Regions from separate parts of the Mus musculus genome. Here region 1 is linked to region 2. Evidence: chromatin contacts called from public HiChIP or PLAC-seq data. All regions are on one chromosome and are shown on one strand. The core of a region is the stretch at or near the end of the contact, and the rest is flanking DNA. Distances in the headings are between cores, read along the strand shown.

The links. HiChIP or PLAC-seq counts read pairs in DNA pulled down with a chosen protein or histone mark.
Region 1: a contact with region 2 is called in an H3K27ac HiChIP or PLAC-seq map of microglia, with 5 times the contacts expected there. The contact joins two enhancer-like sites.

The regions. Positions count from the first base shown.
Region 1 is chr2:73,052,455-73,055,769 of GRCm38.p6, forward strand. No RefSeq gene overlaps it. Among named protein-coding and RNA genes, the nearest start is that of Gm39850, 45 kb to the left of the region's middle. Within about 2 kb of position 1,772, at least 117 of the 459 cell types and tissues checked have an H3K27ac peak or open chromatin away from gene starts, as enhancers often do. A contact at or near this core is called in microglia, where this site is marked.
Region 2 is chr2:72,317,408-72,320,809 of GRCm38.p6, forward strand. All of the region lies in intron 2 of Map3k20 (mitogen-activated protein kinase kinase kinase 20), which reads left to right. Among named protein-coding and RNA genes, the nearest start is that of Gm52556, 33 kb to the right of the region's middle. Within about 2 kb of position 1,269, at least 105 of the 459 cell types and tissues checked have an H3K27ac peak or open chromatin away from gene starts, as enhancers often do. A contact at or near this core is called in microglia, where this site is marked.

The sequences.
Region 1 (3,315 bases), core at 522-3,021, 740 kb after region 2:
CCTGGCACTATCGGCCCATCCTGGGCACTGTTCAACCCAACTGTTTTCTCGCTGTCTCCCAAACGCCCAACTATGGGCCTTGCCCAGGTCACTCCCTACCTGGAAAGCTGCTCTGATTCTCTTCCCTGTGGTGGTGGTGGTGGTGGTGGTGGTGGTGGCTACTCATTTTTCCTAGACTAGAGTACCATTCCTGTCTCAGGGAGGACCAAACGGCCACTGCCGTAATCTTAACCCCCTTTCTTTAATGCAGAAGATGAACTGGGAGCCTGCTGGGCATGGGTCAGGGCAAAGCAGATCAGGACGTCTGCTTTTAAGAAGGCCATCTGTAGTCCTGGCGGGATCCTGACAGCAAGCTGAAACAGAATGTAGAAGCAGGTTGGGATGTAACTGAGACTTGTCAGGGAAATGGAGAGAGAGAGCAGGAGCTCAGATACTGTGGGGCAGAGGCTGGCTGCAGGGTAGGAACCTATTGACCTCCAGGGAGGTTGTAAAGTCAGCCAATCAAACACCTAGGAAGGAGAGGAGTAAATCTGGGGCAAAGCACCAGCCTCAACGGTTTTCAGGTCTCTCGAGGATACCCTCTCTGTGTTCTGGTCTTTGAAAGCCGTGGTGATTTGAATGATAGAGACCTCCACAGGCTCATGTGTTTGAATGCTTGGTCCTTAGTTTGGTGGAACTGTTTGGGAAGGATTGGGAGAAATCCTTGTGCCCTTGCCGTAGGTCATTGGGGGTGGGCTTTGAGGTTTCAGAAGCCCACCTCAGCCTAGCCTCACTCACTCACTCACTCACTCTCTTTCTGCCTTCTGCCTGCATGCAGCTCAGCATGGAAGCTCCCAGCTACCGCTCCAGTGCGATGCCTGTCTGCCCACTGTCATGCTCCACGCCACGATGGCCATGGACTCTAATGCTCTGTGACTGTGAACCCCAATAAACTCGTTCTTTTATAAGTTGCCTCAGTCATAGTGTTTCTTCATAACAGTGCAAAAGTAGCTAAGACAGGAGATGCAGAAGTCTTTTTCTTTGATTTCTTCTCCTGGGAACTCTACAGTCAGCTAGGTTCTGGAAAAAGGGTGTAGATTAGGAAAAGAAAAAGAAAATCTTTTTTTGTTGAATACTGAGTACAAAGTTGTATATGGTGTGTGTGTGTGTATCCATACTACCTCCCCTCACACATACAGATATACATCGCTCAGCTTTTACTTTGTTGACCTATCACCCCCGACCCTAAGAAGCCACTAAGAAGCACCACCTGTTTCTATTAACCATCTCTCTGGACAGTTTCGCAGCCTTCCTCTCCCTCAGATGCCATCTACCCTTAAGAGTCTGGATCCCACCGGGCAGTGGTGGCGCACACCCAGCACTCAGGAGGCAGAGGCAGGTGGATTTCTGAGTTCAATGCCAGCCTGGTATACAGAGTGAGTTCCAGGACAGCCAGGGCTACACAGAGAAACCCTGTCTCGAAAAACCAAAAAAAAAAAAAAAAAAAAAAAAAAAAAAAAGAGAGTCTGGATTCCCTGTTCCTTACTTCCTTCCCTGGTGACCATGGACACGTTCTTTAGCCAGTCAGGGTGCCAGCTGGCTCATCTGTAAAATGGGTGAGCATACTGTTGTTCTGTGATTCACTTCAGATAATCCATGCATAGTACTGGGCACAGGGCCTAGGACATCTGTGATCCCATACAACTGCCTGGGGAGCACTCCTCCTCCTGGGTTTCGTGACCCTGCTGCAAATGGCTGCCTTCCTCTTTTTGCCAGGCGTGCCCCCTTCGAAGCTTCTGCCCTCCCCACACGTGGTATTGTTTCCTGTGGTTCTGGCTTCTCCATCTGACCACACTTCCTCTTCTTAGCCACTCCCCATTTGTATCAGTTGCTGCTACCTAGTTTCTCTTATCCAGCCACCTCCCCTCCTCCCACTTCTTTCTACTTCCCAGTATCCACTAACCCAGGCGATCAGTGCCTCCATGCAAGCCAGCCTCCTTGACCTCACCTTCACCCCTCCTCCTACCCTTCTCCTGTTCCTGTCTAGTGTTCCCGCAGAGACTGGTTCCAGTGGATTCCAAAGTCTGTGGAGGTTCAAATCCTATGTATCAGATGCTGTTTGCATACACGCCAAGCACATCCTTCCATACACCTTAAATCGCCTCTCAATTACTCATATTACCCAATACGCTGTAAGTGCTCCATCAATAGTTGTGTTCTACTTGAGGAGATAATGACCAGGAAGAAGAAAGTCTGGGAGTTTCTGTTTTGGTGTAGGTGCAACCCTCAGCCTGCCAAGGAGGCCTGGAGAGCAACTGAAGATCTACAAAATACTGAGCCTGGATGACAGGATATTCCTACACAGAGCTGTGTCCATGGGTTTCAGCTTAATGTTTGCATCCTGGGACCTTGAGTTCTGCCTTCTGGAATTTTTTTTCCCTGGGTGTTTCCATTGGAGGTAGGTCATATCCATGGGTTCAGGTCCCGGAGCCTCAAAAGTGCTAATTGTGAGCCCTGTCCGCCGATTCCCTTCATCTTGCCGTTTCTTTCTATTACTGATCCAAACCCTGGAGCATCTGCGGCACTACTACCAACGTCCTTAAGAAGTGCTCCCTCGGGCTGGAGAGATGGCTCAGCAGTTACAAGCACTGACTGTTCTTAAGAGGTCCTGAGCTCAAGTCCCAGCAACCACAGGGTGGCTCACAACCATCTGTAATGGGGATCCAGTGCCCTCTTCTGGTGTGTCTGAAGACAGCAACAGTGTTATCATATACATAAAATAAATAAAAATAAATCTTTAATAAGCAGCTGCTCTCATGGATATCCAGGTGTCCCATCCCATATCTTGGATACCTCAGGGATCTCCCAGGGCAAAGAGGAAAATAATTTGACAAAAGCTAGAACGGGGCTTAGGCTAGGAGGTAGGTAGAGAGAGGCTTGCCTAGCTCCAGGCTCAGGAGTTGTTTCCAAACAGGGCTGGAGGAGTCCAGGCAGGATTGCAACAGCCATGAACCAGAATAAGCAGCCCGGGGTAGACTGGAGAACTTCTAACTAGACACTCACGGCTCAGGAAAGGAGACCAACCTAACTTGGCTTGCAAGGTCTACTCTTACTCAGCCCCTCTCCCCTTCCAGCAGCCATTAAATAAATGCACACCAATTCTGCAACCAGTCTTACACCATTAATATCCTGATCCTGTGAGCCTTCATCTAGGTTTTTTTGTTTGTTTGTTTGTTTTTTTTTTTTTTTGCTTTTCTAGACAGGGTTTCTCTATGTAGCCCTGGCTGTCCTGGAACTCACTTTGTAGACCAGGCTGGCCTCAAACTGCCTGCCTCT
Region 2 (3,402 bases), core at 19-2,518:
GATTCCACTACAGTGCACTGACTATTATTACCTAAAGCCTGAGTTATAAACCCAACAGCTTAAGTGTGGCATCATAAGGGGAAGAAAGGTTGAGAAGGCCTTACCATACACATCCAAAGAACAACAAAGTGAAATGCTGGAAGCTACTACCGTCCTCTTTCAATAGTCATTTCGTATTTCTGTTTTCCCTCAGCCTAAACCTCAGCAGGCTTGGAGGACTTCACCCAGTGAGGGGACTTGAACTGTTATTCTTGAAGGTTCTCAGTCCCTATGACTCCTGTTTTACTTGGACCCTTGTATGTTTTACTAACATTTATTATTGGGTATGGATCTCCTACAACACTCCTGCAAAATTTCCTGTATTTCAGACATAGGATTCTTTTCTGGTTTGTGTCTTGCTTGTCCTCCAAAGGCTACAAGCTAAGGCTTGGCCACTACCTCGTGCTGCTGCCTGGAGCAGGTGAGAACTTTCAGAGTAGACCTAGCAGGCGGAAGTTAGGTCTCAGGTGGTATGTCTCTGAGGGGGATCTTGGAACCCTACCCCTTCCTTTCTTTCCCTTCTTGTTTCCTGGCACCCATGAGGTGAATGGTTTTGTGGCATCACGTGCTCTTGCTATGATGTTACCAAAACACCAGAGCCAACCACCCATGCATCAAAGTTATAAAACCAAGGGCCAAAGCAAACCCTTCTTTTTGGGGAATTCTCTCAGGAATTCTGTCCCAGAGACAAAAGCTGATCACGTAACTTCCTTGCAGTAGCCCAGTTCTCCCTCAGTAATTCAGTCTCCAGTCAGGAGAGAAACTTTTTTTTTTAACTGTTTGTAAGTTTAGTAGTAGACAAGAACTTTAAAATAGCCAAGTGGCATTCTCATATTTTAATTCAGTAGGATCATTATGTCCCCTAGCAGGATCATTTTTACATTCTATACTTGGAACCGAAAGTCTCTGAATGTCATTGTCCCCATGTAAAGTCCCCGAATGTCAGAGGCCATTGTTACTGAGATAATTATTAGACGTGGAAGTGATAGGGACCACCCTCACCTTCAGTCCAGATCCATGTGCGTAGAGGAGACAGTGGTTGGGGCTGAGGGTATATAATTCATCCCGTAAATGTTGCAGCTGTTGTCCCTCAGCTGCTCCTGTAACTGAGTCTCCAGTGGGCTGCTCTGCTTTTCTGCTAGTCAGTTGCTGCTTAAGGGGAGGGCTGTGTGGTGAGTTTGGCTTAGTTAATCCCACCACTGCTATGAGACGATTGCTTCACTTCCTGGACTGTGAGTGGTTTCCTTCAGCAGCAGCTGACAGTGGAATACTAACATGGTGAAAAAGGCCTTCTGTGAGGCAGTGGATGAAGAAGCTGTCAGCAGCATTGCAGCTGGGGATGGCAAATTCTTATCCAGGAGATGTGTTTATGGAGGAAGATGAATTCCTCCCCGAACTCCAGTGCCCTCAATCTGTCCTCTTTGGAATGGTGACAGTTGGGCTCAGAGTCTCTTATTAGCAGATCTGATATATACTTACCAGAACCAGCAGACAGTTCAGCCTTGTTAAGGGGAAGTTGTGTTTATTAGCCCTACATATGGTCCCCAGCCTTACAATCATAGCCACCTTGTTCTCAGGCTCAATGAGCATGCCCTGGGATAGCTAGAAAAGAGTTCAAGTGGCTTCCACAGAGGAAACAGTATTGTATGCCTAAACACTCCTCTGCAGTGGACGCCCGTTACAGAGTTTCCTGTGGGGCACGGTCTGCCCAGGTTGAAAGGTCTGTCTACACACATCTTTGTCCCTGGTCTCCAGTGTTTACATATCAGAATTCCTAATCATCCAGCCAAAGGGTATCTAGTCAGCTATTAGGATAGATTCATAGTTTGGGTCATTGCACATTCCAAACCAAGTGAGTCACCAAATAAATTGTCGAAAGTTTTGCCCTCTGGGAGCATTTTCCTGAAATGCTATTCTTTGGGTTTGGGGTCATTCCTAGTGGGGATAGAACACTTAAGCGCTCTCATCCATTTGCTACTAACGTATCACACAGAACCACTTATAATTTGAGCTCATGTTTTATTTTACCTCAATCTGTTGTAGGGATGTAGGGAATGTGGAGGCAATTCAAGGCTAGTGGTTAGTAATCCTTGAAATTCTGAGTAGTTCCCCATCTTGTACTTTCTGTCTAATAAATGGCAGCATTTGGTGACACGTGGAGGATTTGTGGCATACCCCTGGGTGATGTCATGGACTTCTCCTCAAAGAAGTCTGGCATTCCTTTCCATCAAAGGGTTTGTGGTCTTACAGTTGGTCTATGCCTAGAAAATGAATATTACACTGATTCCCCACAGAGGTGACTTAATGACCATCAGACATTTCAGGGGTCTTTTTCTTTCTATTATGAAGCTAATACCACCTTCTAAAGGTTCCACACTGACTATTCCTGGGGAATTGGGATAAATTAACTCCCAGTGGAGATTGCTATGGGCTATAAAGCATTTGGTTAGTATAACCTTGCCGTCTTTGATGGTAAACATACCAACCATGTCTTTGGTAACCTGCACTGTTCCTGATATAATCAGTCATGACTAAGGAAATAATGAAGCCGCTAGAGTGTTTGTTGGCATATCCTCTGGTCATATCTGGTCTATAAAAGAGAATAACAAGAAAATTTGAGAGATGCAGTGCCCTGTGACAAATGTGCTCTTCAGGGTCTTCATGTAGGAGGTGCCTTTGATCCTTCTCAGGAGTATAATTTTGAGATAGCAGTTGAGGTGGTAACATAGGCTGGTTTCCTGTTGCTGTCATGACATACCCTGACACAATCAGCCTGGGGAAACCTTCTAGCTCACAAGTCCAGGTTATGGTCCATCATAACTGAAAAAGTCACAGTGTCAGGAATTTGATGGAGTTGGTCATATCATGACCATAATCGGGTACAGAGCAATGAATGCATGCATGCTTGCGCTCTGCTCCCTTTTTCACTCTTCCACAGTTCACGGTCTTGCTTAGGGAATGGTGACACCCACAGTGGGTAGATATTCCCACCTTGATTAATGTAATCAACACAATCATTTACAGACATGCCCATAGGCCAATCTGATGTGGACAATCCCTCATGGAGACTCTCTTCCCTTGGATTCTAGATTATGTCAAGTTAATAAAACTGACCATAAGAGGTAGATACATATGTAGTTTATACATGATTAACCACTTCAACAGGCATATATCCCTAAGCCTGTGTATTTCCTCCTCAATATTATGCCAGGGGAAGTCTGGCATCTCAATCTCATGATATGTTGGCTACACTGAGCTCAAGTTTCAGTCAACTAGCCATACAAACTGTTTGAGACACTTTAGTTTCTAGAGCAACACATTTTACTTTAACTCTGGAATCTGATATGTGTTCTTAGCCATGAA